2 separate regions of the Hordeum vulgare genome follow, and region 1 is linked to region 2. The links are chromatin contacts, called in public Hi-C maps. All regions are on one chromosome and are shown on one strand. The core of a region is the stretch at or near the end of the contact, and the rest is flanking DNA. Distances in the headings are between cores, read along the strand shown.

Region 1 (6,816 bases), core at 2,715-5,214, 700 kb before region 2:
CTCCCTTTGTTTCCGTTTTACCACATTTCTCTCTCCATAAGACATTGACTGAGTTTCAACCCTTACATCTAACCTATCATTTTCAGCCACTTGCGCTCCTTTATGCTTTCTAATAAAAGATATATTAGCACTCCGACCTCTACCTAGCCTTCTAAAAGTTCTAACCTTATGGGCCAACCATCTAGTCGGTTATTGTGATTTGCATTTGCTTGACCAGGATTTGACCACATAATTTGGAAAATCAGAGATGGTGATCCATCATTTCTTAAATTTAAAACTAGATTATTAATAGGTCGACTAATGTCAGAATACCAAACAACACAAAGAACAAGGGTATGGTTAATACCTAACTTGGACAGGAACCTAAAACTTGCAAAAGATAAATGGTATCAAGGCTAGTTGTACACACAAAATCATATCTTTTTTAGAATAAAAATAATAATATCTAACTTAGACATAATCAGTTCTTCTAGATTGCTTGCCAATTATAGCAATATAAAGGGTGCAGGGCCATCCATGCTCTATGCCTCTCAATTATTTTGTCGGATATATCTAACGGTTTTGGTAAAGGTATCGACTATAAGTTACGTGTCTAACTTTTTTTGCGTGTAAGTCAATCTATCGAGCCATCCGATTCAAATTCAATGTTTTTTGTGCTTTCCCCTTCCGAGTTAGCAAATTATTCTCCTTCACCTGGATCTGCCTGATCCAACACTAGCCCAACTGCATGTTGTTGCCACCCGTGATCGATGAAGCCCGTACATGCGCCTTGCCTCCCCGCCCGACCCTCACCTTTGCCTCTATCATGTCACCTCTGCCCGATCTTCCTTCTATGGCCCCACCACCCTTCTTCTTCAAAGTCGTCTCCCCAACATGCACCCAAATCATCAAGACCTGACTTGCTCTCTTTGGCTATGCCACGACGTCTCGTCTCCCGCTCATTCTTATAGGGACACCATGGAAGGCCGTGTTGCCCCTCCTTAGCCTCTAAGCTCTGCACGACCTCATCCTTTTTCACCAAGGAAAAATGACCGGTGCATTGGTCATTTTCTTATAACTTACCAATTTAGAGAACAATGAGGTTTGCTAAAACAAGGTTGATTTCACGTTCAAACAATGCGAGTTCATGTAATTAAGAAAACAATAGTAAACATATAAATGTATATACCAACGGTGTTTCGATGTCATATGGAAGTGTCCGCAAACGAGATGGCGATGGCTTGCTGTATAGCGTAAGGAATGGCTTCACCACTTGACTTAGATGGGAGAGGATTTTAGCATGCATGAGCGGGGGCATGCGACCCCTTTTTCTTTTTTTGCTTTAAATTTTTAATCTTTCGTATCTTTCAAACACAAAATACACACTAAATTATATTTACAAATTCATGTTTATGATGGTGAGGGCTTCCAAATGAGAACCATTTTCCAGATACGTTTTGATGAGTTTTTCAACTTGTGAAAATTGGTACGAACAACCAAAATCGTGAGCTTCAGGATCTACGACTGATAAAAATGTGTCAATTCCTAAAATTTGTTACGAGTGACCGATAAAATTGTAAATTTCAAAACCTATGACGAACAAAAATGTAAGTATAAAAAAATAAAACTTAAATAAGTGTGCTACGCATGAGCCGACTCGTCCTTTTAAAAGAGCAGCCGGGTCGCGAGCCGTCAGATTTGTGGCATCAGATGAGCCGAGCACGCCTTACCATTGCTAGTCTGCAGCAACTTTATTTGTGATGGTTTTTTTGCAACTGAGGTTTTGTAATAATTTTTTTACAACTGAGGTTTTGTTGTAAAAATGTTTTGAAATAAAGGTTTTGTTGCAAAACATAAAACTATCGTAGACCATTACAACATCGTATATGTTTCAAAAATATAATGCATATTACATAAACGCTATGCAGGTCGTCACTTGGACATGTATAAAGAGGGGGACATTGCCGCTACACTACCTTTTTGCAAAGGAAAAAGTCTATTCTAAACCCTGAACTGGTAGCGCTCCGGCAAAATAGACCCTGATGTCCAAATCCCTGTCGATTGCACCCTAAACTTCCAAATCCTGGTCTAAATCGAACCTTGAAGTGTACCACCAAACAAGGATTGGTGATGTGGCAACTTATGCCCGAAAATGGTTGCGTTGCGGACGTACTGGACCCTAATTTGCGCAGATGGACTGGGCCGGCCCAATGTTTCACGCGGGTGGACAGGCCCGCGAGGCAGAGGAGGCATTTATGACCTTGACCGCTCCGTGTCTTCCCGGCTTCGACCTCTCTCTCTTGCGCGGCAGCAATGGCGACCGGCAGGTGAACGGCTCCACGGCGACGATCGTGACGGCGGGGCGGCGCAAACAACTTGAGGTAGACATCTCGATGCCCTCCTCCTCCGATGCCCGTAGTTTAGGGAGAAATCGAATCGGATGGATTCTCACCTGTGCATCCACGCAGGCGTAGTATCGCCTGCCTGGATTCTGACGGCTCCACGAGATCCAACAAGGCGCCTTCCTACGAGGGTCGCACCTGTAGTACTTAGCAGGCTCATACGCCATGGCGTCTTCGCGGTAGCGGACCGGCGAGCGCACATCGGCCCCACTCCTTCCTGAAGCTCGACGGAAGCCGGGCGCGACAGAAGTACTCGACGACCACGACATCTCCCTCTCTGCCGCCGGCGCCAGCCACCGCCGCCCCGCTCTGATTTGTCCTCCCGCCCTGCTTTGCTTTACTCACCGGCGTGATGAACCCTAATTTCGTTCCCCAACTGTCAGCAAATTGGTTCTACTAATCGATGCTATTTGTTCTCTACTTTATAATGCATCGGAAAGATAGATGTGTATTTTTTTATGGACAAATTTTAAACTAAATATACATTTATTTATGGACCAAGGGAGTACATGAGTAGGCAACGAAATGCTCAAGCCACGCAACGACATAAATATGGAATCCACGAATCCATCTCATGCCTGCGACGAGATCTTGTGGAACCTTTTTGCTTCGACCGATTGACCTCCATGCTCACAGGAGGAGGAGGAGGCTAGCAATTGAAGACGGCATTACTGTGCGTGTCTGCATGCTGCATGCGTGGTAATCAGCTACTCGTGAGCTTGCAAACAATGGATACTACTCCCTCCGTTCCTAAATATAATTCTTTCTAAAGGTTTAACTAATGAACTACATACGGATGTATATATACATACTCTAGAGTATAGATTTATTCATTTTGCTTTGTTTGTAAACATCTGGTGAAATATCTTAAAAGACTTATATTTAGGTACTGAGGGAGTAGTACTAGTATGATTTGTTAGGGCATCTCCAATGGTTATAAGATAGTTGTTGGTAATTTTGACACATAGGATTTTTGATGATGTGTCATGCAATAAATGAGGAAAGAGAGCAAGGTTGTATGTAAATTAACCAACACCCTTGCACAAGCTCCAATGTAGAATGAGAGAGCACCTTATTTATTACATCACATCTTATTGGGCAAACTAGATACAACCCATTGGAGTAGTTGTATGTTAAGGTGTTGGTTGATGACATGGCATATTTTACTAACAACCTAACCAACAAACTGTTGAAGATGCCCTTATATCGAGACAGACCGAGGGAGGCCATGCATGTGATTGCTCACTCCCGTGCTAGGCTCCTATAGGTAGGGATTGAAATAGCTAGGCAACGTTGGGAAAGACACAGAGAGAGAGAGAGGTAGAGAGATCAATGCGGGAGTAGTGTATGCATTGTGCTTGGGACATGCGCATGCACGCGCGCGAGAGGGCATGGCATGCAGACCGGACGGTTCAGGAGGCGGATGTTGAGAATATGACCCCTTCCCGTTTCCCCGTAATGCGAGTGAAGAGAGATGGGACGCTACAAGCCTGCGTCGCGCGCATTACTCCTCACGGGATAGAGATGGAGTACTAGTAGTAGCTTGCTACGCAGAGGGCCGGATAGAGAGGAGCTGCAGATTGGCGCTGTTGCTGCGTTGGGAAGTGCCAACTGCCGAGCGTAGGCTTCCTAGGAGCTGCAGAGGCTAGCTGCCACCGCGGCCAGGCCAATGGCATTTTTAATGAGCAGTAGCGGAGGAAACAACGTCCAGGCGCATTTCATGTCCATTTCTTTTTTCATTTTTACTTATTTTCCATCTCATTTTTTATCCAAGAATACAGTTTTGTTGCTGTCGACTTGTTTGTACGAAGGCACTGCGTGCAATGCAGGGACGGGGAACCTGAGCCGGAGTTGGGTGGAGCCGGCTCCCGACGTTGATTGACTTTTCTTCACGGCAAATCTCTGCCCAAGAGATTTGAACCGGGATCGTCCCTGATACGAATTAAAAACGCTGCCGGCTGGGGAAAACGATGGCGTTCGATTAGGCACGAGAACTTGGCAATCAGAACCAAGGTGACAGAGCTAGCCGAGCCGAGCGGACGCCGTCGGTAACACGAGACCAGAAATGTCCAAGGCCCGTGCGCGCATGGAGCTCCTCATACGCCAAGGGAACGCGAACAGGAGACGTCGGAGTCCAAAAATCTCTCCCTAATAATAAAGCACGCATTGCTTCTTCCGTCCGTCGTGGTTGTTTTGTAGAAAATCCCTTGAAGTTTTCCAAAATCAACCCGCAGTCCGTTTTAAGTGAGAAACAATAAAGATCTCAAGTAATGATTATTAGGTTAAGACGTGTTGTATGATTTGCTTCTGTTGCAACGCACGGACTCTTTTGCTATAATAATAAAAGAGCTACCGCTTCTGTCGTTCGTTGCGGAATTTGCCCCTAGACTTCGCAGGAATTACGCCCCTATGCCACCGGTGAGTGGAAAAAACGATTTGTTTTCCTTTTTTTTGGAGTCAGGCGTTCGTCCATTCTCCATTTAAAATAATACCTGAACAAATCACAGTTCCACGCGCATCCCACTGATCTGAGTCATGCTCTTTCATCCGGATACCTGAGTTCGATCCCTGTTGCTGCCTTTCTTAAATTATTATTTTTGCTTTTTAATTTCAGTATCTCCTTTACCTCTTTTTTTTGGGATTGTATTACATTTCAGGTTTTGGTGTCTAAAAATTTCAGTACAAAACAAAATCTGACAGTATATGCCATTTAGAGGAGTATTGCTGTCAAAATAAACTTTTTGTTTTGTCTCTCAAGTTTTCTAGTTTTCTTCTAGATTTGAATATGTTGTTGGTAGTTTGCATTCATAGATTTTTCGTAGCAACTGACAGAATATATTATTATCAAATCCATAACTATACCATAATAGTAAATTCCACCAAGAGCTCGGGCGAGCGAACTGTCACTGGGTCACATATCCTCATTTTTCTCCATCAAGTTTCATTAGATGAAAATGTAGACGTTGCAATATTTAGATTTATTGTGTGTGTCGACTCTAGATAAGTTCGCTGATTCAAGAAAAATATTTTAAAAATGTTCACATTTTAAGAATATATATTTACAAATAGTCTAAAATGTTCATGAATGCAAAAATATATTCCTGATTTTAGAAAATGTTCGCGAACTTGAATTTTTATCACAATTTCAAATATTTTTCAAAAATATGATTTCACAAAAATGAAAGTGATAATGTATTTTTCGGTGATGTAGCAAAATATGGTTATCGCCGTTGAAAATTATGATGTTTTTTCTTCCGTTGCAACGCAAGGGCCATTTTGCTAGTAAAAACTAAAACTCCAGACATATCATGCGGGGTTCCATGGGTAACCAACATCTCATGTCAACGTTTCAAAAAGAAAAAGAACATCTCATGTCAAACGAAATAGCGGGCCTTGGGCAGCTCCTACAACTGACATTCTCAATGGACTGGAAAACGGGCACGACGAGCAAGTGAATGCACATGAGGACATCATGTTTTCAGGATCCATCATGTTTCACGACAAGCAAATGCCTTCACATCATGGTTTTTTTGGCACGGGCCTGCACATCATGTTTTCAGGGCCCATCATATTTTTCTAGTTGATTCGCCTTGTCTTGAGCTATACATCCAATTCCACGTATAGTACACACAAAGGCGAGAGCTCTTAATCGGGGCTTCAAGCGCTCGTTCGCATACTTAGCCCGTAGGTTTGAAAAGTCTGTGGTCTAAAATGTTCATGGTTTGGAAAAAATCATGAATTTGAAAAAGGTTACAAATTGAAAATTTTCACAATTTTGAAAAATTTCGTGGATCTGAAAAAACAATGAATCTGATTTTTTTATGAATTTGAATAAAAAATCATGAGTTTGAAAAAAAATGCGGTTACAAGACTTTCAAAGATTTGAAAAGTTTACAGCTTGAAAATCTTTACACTTTGGAGAGAAAATCATGGATTATAAAATGTTCACGGATTAGAAAAGAATTTGCACTTCAAAATAGTTCATGAATTTGGAAAAAGGAAAATAAAATGATAAGTAAAAATGAAAAACCAAGCCCAAAAAAGACAAGGAAGAATCGTCCCACGAAAGTTGATGGGAACCTTCTAGAAGGTTCCCAAAATCGATGATTGGACATGCGAATTATGGGTCGGCATGCTTAGAAACGCAACGAAAGGTACGTGAGCGATGTACATGAAAATTGTTAAATCGGGCGCCTCAAGCATTCTGCGTCAAGTAGTCGCACGGTCACACACAACACAATCAAGCTAGCAATTGAACTTAGCTTGTCCATCTTAGATAGCTGACAAGTAGTTCGCATCCGGTCTTGGGTTATCAAAGACATCTTTTTGGAGGCATCAACACTTGTTTATAGCGGTATAACATATACAATGACGAGCGATGCAATAGCATGTGGAGAGGGTTTGTGTCTAGCAATAGACCTGGTCAAACACACGG
Region 2 (7,233 bases), core at 2,965-5,464:
ATCACGTGAATTGGCTGATGCCCCACGCCCACCTGTGTTCCATTCCCCCCCTCCCACACACACACATGACCTCTCGCACCGCACACCTATACACACGCGCAACCGCCCCCTCCGCTCCTCTATCTTCCTCGGTGACACCAGATCTGGGAAGTCAATGGGAGGACAACGACGATCATGAGAGGCGGCAACCGCAGAACAAGCACTATCGTCGACCAGATCGAAGTCCATCGCAGGACGCTCGAGGTGGTCGTGGTGCCGACCTCTTCATCGGTGTCGCATAACGAGCTCCACGCACAGGGGAGGCATCTCCGCTACCGATGTTGCCAAGTTCTGTGCGACCTCGGCCTCACCATACAAGAGGAATAGGTCAACCATGCCGTTGGTCAAGTTTCATTTGGAGGTGAGGAGGGGCGGCCGGGCCCGGAGGAGGTCATCTCCAACGCCCGCATCCTCATCACCGACCTTGCCCACACAGGCCGCTTAGGTCAACATCGTCCCCGTCGGCCCGCAACTCATCCTGCCTAAAGACGAGCAGATATGTATCACGAAGCTTCCTCCATTTCGGTCAACCATTTCCCATTATGTTTCAGTTCAATTTATGATTTTTGTGTTGATATGGATGGAATCTCCATCTTTATTTGTGGAGATTATATTTTATCCATGGCTACAAGATGTTTGATAATAATTCAACCAGGCTACATAGGTTCATTGAATATTTTTTCGGTTGACATCCTTAACTAGCTACTAGAAATGATGTATTACTATATTACATTAGTATGTTGTAGTTTTCTTGAATTACGATGTTCTGTGCACGGATTGGATCACTTCTGCTAGGCCTTCTTGTTGGTTGGTAATATACTCGTTCATTTTGTCTAGGATTATTTAATGTAGCAAGAATGATAGAGTTTTAGGATGAAGCAACGAATGGATAGGGAAATGTGTGTCTCATACTACCAGAACTGAATACTGAAATAAGAATTATGTGAGAGTTCACATGAGATAGTAACAAATCTGGCTGAGTATATCTCGCAAATTTCAGAAATCTTTGCTGAATAAAGTGGATATTTCCCTATTGCCATGATTGGAAGGGCCCTTGTCATTTTTTGCGGCAATGATTTTTTTCTATTTTTTGTTAGCTAGATGCCATATTTGTTTCTGCACACGGATTTTAATACAATATGCCTTATTACATTTGAAGTATGTTGTTTTTAATTTATGAAAGGAACTTTGTGAATCGTCATACAACAATGCAAGACCCCTGGATTGGTTTAAATGGTATATATTTTGGTTTGATGAAGAAGCTATAGCAAATGATCATGCAAGCAGTAACTATAAGTTAACAAAAGAAGGATTTCTATCAAAGGTATGTTGACTTTAGGAGGAAATTCACAGTAGAATCTATAGCAAAACTACAGTGGATTTCCATGGGTTTTACCATCAAGATTTTGCTTGTCTTGCATCTATTAGTTTCTTGATATTTGTTGCTTGAGTTTCATTTTACATTGTTCTTATGAGATGATATTTATACCTTGCATGAGATCCATGATACATAATGTTCTTTCTTCACACTATTTTTGTTAAACTTACATTTATTCAATATATGAAGTCAAGTAGCCAATAGCAGTTGGGTCATTCAAGTTTTCCTTTCTTTTGTAGTATATGAAGTGTGGACATTTTTAAATCATTGCATTGATGTCGCGGATAGTGGCGCCATACATGTCCCTTTCGTCACCGTCTAAAGGTAGCTCAAATGTTCTATCAGATGATCCCATGTCTCTCTCTCACACACACACATTCTCTCTCTCTCTCTCTCTCTTCAAATTTGATAACATGCCTTCAGTTCCAACAACATATATATCACACGGTCATCTATTATTTTGGTCATAAATTGATTTCACGATATAAATTAAATGAAGGGGGAGCAACTCGTTGGAGGAGGGAAACAAGTAATATATTTTTCTTTCCTTTATCTATGCTCTCTAAAAATCGGTCATTTTTGTGGTGGGTTGGAGAGTAACCAAGGTGTGTATAAGGTGAGTATAATATTTTCAATACTTGTGCTTTCTCTATCACCTCGTGGCAACTGAAAATTTGTGTGAATATAATTCTTATTTATATGTTTGTGTATTAGCAAAGTTATCATACTCGAGATTCTGACTCGGATCAGAGCTCAACTGGTAGGATTGTGGATCGTATAATCATAACTACAATGATCGTAGAAACTTTGATTCTATGAGAAAAACCATATAATCAGAGAGGGACTAGTTTGTATCGCAAGGGCGTAAGATACTAAGATTTGAGCCGCGATTCTGACAACTTTGGTTTGCAGATAACAACGAATTTGCTAGACAAGTATGTTCCTCGTAGAGTTCTCGATACAACAATCATAAAGGTTATGAACTTAAACCCTTAAAGTAATCATTCACATTTATTCGTAAGTTGTAGGATTTGTGTGATCAGTTATGGAGTTTATGAAGTGCCAATATGCTTTTGCTCCGTTCAACCTAGTTTTACTAGCATTGGCATGGTGCTGCGTACCATGGTTAGACTTGTAGTAGAGTTCATGATATTTAACTTGCTGATGCATAATTATGAGATGATAGTCACTTCACTTTCAAATTTTCCTTAAAATGCTAGTTTATCTAATAACCTCATTATATGGCTGCGTTGTTATTTCTCACTACTAGCTTTCTAAGCAGCTTAAGTTACAACTTTGTGCTCACACTACCTACTTCTTGGAAGGAGGGCCTAATGCAGAAAAAGATATATTATGGCTTTATGAGTAGTATTTGTAGTAGTGCGTAGACAAGCTATGCATAGATACACTTTTGCATTAGTTACTGTATTCACCAACTCACAATCTTGTAATGTTAGAAGGCATTCATGTGGTATCATTTGCTAAGAAGTGTTGTCAACATCGATGAAGATGACATAGCTTGATGATGATATTGGGGTCAATTACATTAACGAGACAACATTTATTTTCTGCTCCCCGCCTCATAATATAAGATTTTACTACAACATATTACCATATATCCTTGTGTTCTGTTTGACAACAACCATGGTAGAACTGTTGACATGAGGGAGATCCTCTGCAGGCTGTCTAGCTCGAGGAACTCGCGTGGTGACGATGCTCTGGGCTCTACTTTCAGGTAAACACGAGCACATTTTGCATGAGATGGTTCTTGAAATGATCTTACCAATTGCAGTGGCAATGCATATGGATGTTTAGTTTCGAGAGATTCCTAACTCTACCCCAAAACATAATAAGACAGTACTATTTCAGTCATACAATGTCGATCGCTCGGGCTGTAGCAGCAAGGAAGAGTTGGAATCGATGTTTTGGGTAAACAGGAGATACACCACTACAACTAAATACGTCAAGTAATATCACTAATTTCACATGCTTAGTAGAGTAGGAAGAACAACAATATCCTGTATGGTAATTTTGAGTTCTTCTCAAAATGTACATATCATATGTGAAGCAAATAATTTATGTATTGTTTTGTAGGAGTTTGGATTGTTCCGAGAACAACCTTTTAAAGTTTGGATTATTCTGAGTTATCATAGGAGTTGGGAGTGCCCTGCATGTTTTGCTGCGACTACTTGCACTATAGGAGTCTCCCAACGCAGGTCATCTTTCTCATCGTTTCCCTCCTTCAGCCCCTCCCTCTAGATTCCATTGTAGCTTTCATGTGAAAGACCATATCATGCATAAGAATAACATGTTTCATTGGTGTGTGCGCATCAACACTGAGCTTTTGTGCTACTTTCATTTCGGAGTGATGTCCAATGTTGTCAATGTGCGCAGATACTTTATTTTATTTTATAACGCACTTAACTCATATTATGAGATTTTGTTTAGACATAATTTCCACACATGCACCTGGGATTATCCGTGTTCGCAGTAGAAACTTATTTCTTGCGTTGGCTGAAATTTTGTTTAGATATTTGTTGTGATGTAACATGTAAGGGTATCGTTGCCTTAATGTTGCTTATCTATGAGATTACTGCATGCTTTCAGTTTCAGGAACGGAACAACCAAACTTGTAGGATTCTCTTGGCAACGTTGTCTCTGTCGGTGAAACTAGAGAAGGCTGCAAAAATGACCAGATAAGGAATCAACATGTTTTCTTTTATATTTCATACCATGATGCCATGTGCGGTGCATATTGTACTTTACAATCTTAAAATTTAGGAAAATACATTTAAATCCTTTTTTTTTCGAGAAACTTGTGTTTAAGTGAGAAGAGGTAGTAAAGTATTGCAAAGCTACATTTAGTTTATTTGCAGCTAGCAACACCAACTATATATTTTATTGCGAATAAGCACCAACTATAACCTTGAATTCATTCTCTCTCAGCCTAGGAGACATGTCTCGAATAGATCAAGTTCATCTATTTTCTTATCGACGAGGTTTTTAACAACATTTTACATGTTTTCCAGGTGAATCGAGCGAGGCCAAAACAAGCAACGTGCAAATCAGCCCGATCGTACAGCCCAACATACATCAGCAACACAAACCTAATGCACATGACCAACATAGCAACGCAAAGAAACGCTCTCAGAAGGCCCGCAATGGTCATCCGGTGACGAGCCGTGACACTTGTGGTAATCTTGGCTCGCACGAAACGTCGACGTCGACCCTGGCCACCCAAATCCATATCCAAGCACGCAACTCCTACGGGATCCCCTGCGGCGGACGGACGCAGGAGTCCACCACTGGAACGACTCCACGCGTCCCCGGGCACGCGCGCGAGCCCACCAATCCCCGCACCGCCACGCGTCCCCTCCGCCTCCCCCTTTATACCGCTCTCACGAACGCCTCTCCAACCTTCTCTTCCCTCTCTCTCCTCCGCCCCCTGCCTTCCTTCCATCTGACGCGCGGGCCCCACCCGTCTCCCTCCGCCTCCCCCGCCGCCGCTCGCCGGACGGCAGGGCCCGGCCGCGAGGGTTCCCGCGGATTCTCCGCGCACGCCTCCCGCCTCCGCCGCCGCCGATCCGGGCCGATCGCGGCGTCCGTCCGTCCCTAGGGTTTCGCCCCCCTCGGCCCCTCCGAGGCCGTCAGAAAGATCTCGATCTCCCTGGCCTGGACGCGCCAGGTCCCCGTCCCGGCGATCGGAGACGCTCGATTTGGACTCCCGGCGAGGGGCGCAAGCTCGCGGGGAGGGGCCATGGCCTCGAGCCTGCTCACCACAGACAAGAGGTGCGAGATTCCCGCCCCCATCGCGCGCGCGCGCCGCGGTTTCCCCTCCCTCGTCGTTTTGAATTCCGTTGGCGACTGGATGCGCGGGGCCTTTGCATTGTCGCGCGTGGTTGATTCTGGTGACGCTTGCTATTTTTGTTTTTAAAATTTATAAATATCAGTTTTTTTTAATCATCGATTTGTAGTAGTGCTTGGCGTGGTGGTGTTTAGCTTTGGTCTTGTTCCAATTCTAGTTTCTGGATCGGAAGCATGACAGGCAGAGTGCATCTCTAGGTTGTTTGGTTCAATTCTATGCTGTTCGACGGTTAAGCTGTCAAGTTGTGTGGTAATGGTACCTGCGCGGCAGCGTCATGGCACCAGATGGCTGCAGATGAGCCCGTTCTCTTCTTTCAACCGACCAAATGTGTTTTATAGCTGATCTGCTTACTTTCCTCCGAGTGTATTTATCAAATCCCTTTTAGGGCAGAAAGTCAGTTATCTGCTTTCTTTTTAAATAAAAAGAGGAGCTGTCTTTCGTCCAAGGGTAAACTGCCCAGTTTTTTGTTAATTCTCTCGTTGGACCTTGATGAATGATTCGGCAGAGTATGTATTTAGTGTATTGAACAAAATATTTATCAAGAATACAAGATGCGAGTCGAGGTTCATATCATGTTTCATGTTTCATCTTGGCCCATCCACATACTGGAGTGCCAAAGCCTTTCTTGGACCTTCTTCGTTTTTACCTTTCTATTTGTAAGCCCTTGTTTTACGGGTTAATTAGATAAATGCCACTCGAATTCTAGCGATTCGGAGAAACACCACTGCAACTTCCAAACTTTGAAAAATGCCACTGCAAATTTTGCAAACTTTGAAAAACGCCAAGTGGCATTTTTCAAAGTTTGGAAATTTGCGGTGGCATTTCTTGGAATCGCCAGAATTTGAGTGGCATTTATCAAATAAACCTTTGTTTTATTCTTTAAGTGGTATTTGAACGAAAAAAATTGTATCCTTTTGATAGCATACCGTGAAGCAGTGTTTGGCATAACTCTGCACTCTTCCATCTCTCAGCCATAATTATTTCTGCGAATTAAATTTGTTAAATGCTTATCTACTGACTTGCAACGCCATTAGAACATTTGTAGTTCTCCTCCCATTGATGGATGATTAAGCTCCATTCATTTATCCTTCCGAGACTCAATATTTATCTCTATGGCAGTATGTTTTTTTTAACACTATATGCCTTACATAATCAGGTTGACGCGCTTAGTAATTGTTGCTTACGTATAGCACTGCTGCTGTTGTACTATGTGCGTACTTTATTATTCTGTACTGCTTTCTGCAGATGGGCTGCTCCTACAAGGAAATCTGGCATGACTGTTCTTGGAAAAATCCCAAAGCCCATTAATTTGCCAAGTCAGAGGTAACAGTTTTCGTATTGGGCATTGTAATCAAAATCTTATCTTTGTATACTTCTATGTGAACTGATTTAGTAGTTCTCTATGAAGGTTGGAAAATCAGGGTCTTGACCCCAATGTGGAAATTGTTCCAAAGTGAGTCCCCACCTCACATTTTTTATTCATTATTTTAGAGATCTGATGCTACTCATTCACAGTTCTCAATCGTTTTCAATAATTGCTATGTGATGAGGTTATGATTTTGATTTTAGGGGCACCCTCACATGGGGCAGCAAACCAGGACCTACAACACCAAATGCATGGAATTCCTCATCACTTCTATCTCCCAAGAAGGATGGGAATTCTGGTGCACCAAGCCAATTCAATGGCCGCCCCTCTTCTGGTGGCGGTTCAAGGCCCTCAACAGCTGGAAGTGAATCTCTTGACTCTCCTAATGCTTGGGGTCCAAATTCTCGACCGTCCTCAGCATCTGGAACATTACCATCACAAAATGTGCCAGTGGTCACAAATCGTCCTCGAAGTGCGGAGACAAGACCAGGAAGCTCACAGCTTTCTCGGTTTGCAGATAACCCCTCAGATAATATGAATGTGTCGATAAGGACTGTTGACAGATCGGTAATGCACAATACTTAC

What was found. A called contact is a pair of places that touch in the nucleus more often than the background predicts.
Region 1: a Hi-C map of leaf shows a contact between it and region 2, with 2.3 times the contacts expected there. The contact joins the enhancer-like site here to the promoter of LOC123453027 in region 2. A contact is called at or near these places in 2 of 6 Hi-C or Micro-C datasets (leaf and seedling) and 1 of 1 datasets of contacts at active chromatin or transcription factors (embryo).

What each region holds. Positions count from the first base shown.
Region 1 is chr5H:98,642,934-98,649,749 of MorexV3_pseudomolecules_assembly, reverse strand. No RefSeq gene overlaps it. Among protein-coding and RNA genes, the nearest start is that of LOC123397690, 100 kb to the left of the region's middle. Within about 2 kb of position 3,964, at least 1 of the 3 cell types and tissues checked has open chromatin away from gene starts, as enhancers often do. A contact at or near this core is called in seedling, where this site is marked.
Region 2 is chr5H:97,940,318-97,947,550 of MorexV3_pseudomolecules_assembly, reverse strand. LOC123453027 (protein MODIFIER OF SNC1 1) reads left to right here and starts at 4,214. Exons shown (of 9, transcript XM_045129790.1): 1 at 4,214-4,611; 2 at 6,528-6,605; 3 at 6,691-6,735; 4 at 6,852-7,215. The coding sequence starts at 6,556. LOC123453029 (a long non-coding RNA gene) reads left to right here and starts at 71. Exons shown (of 4, transcript XR_006632692.1): 1 at 71-1,363; 2 at 1,657-2,033; 3 at 3,099-3,152; 4 at 3,287-3,502.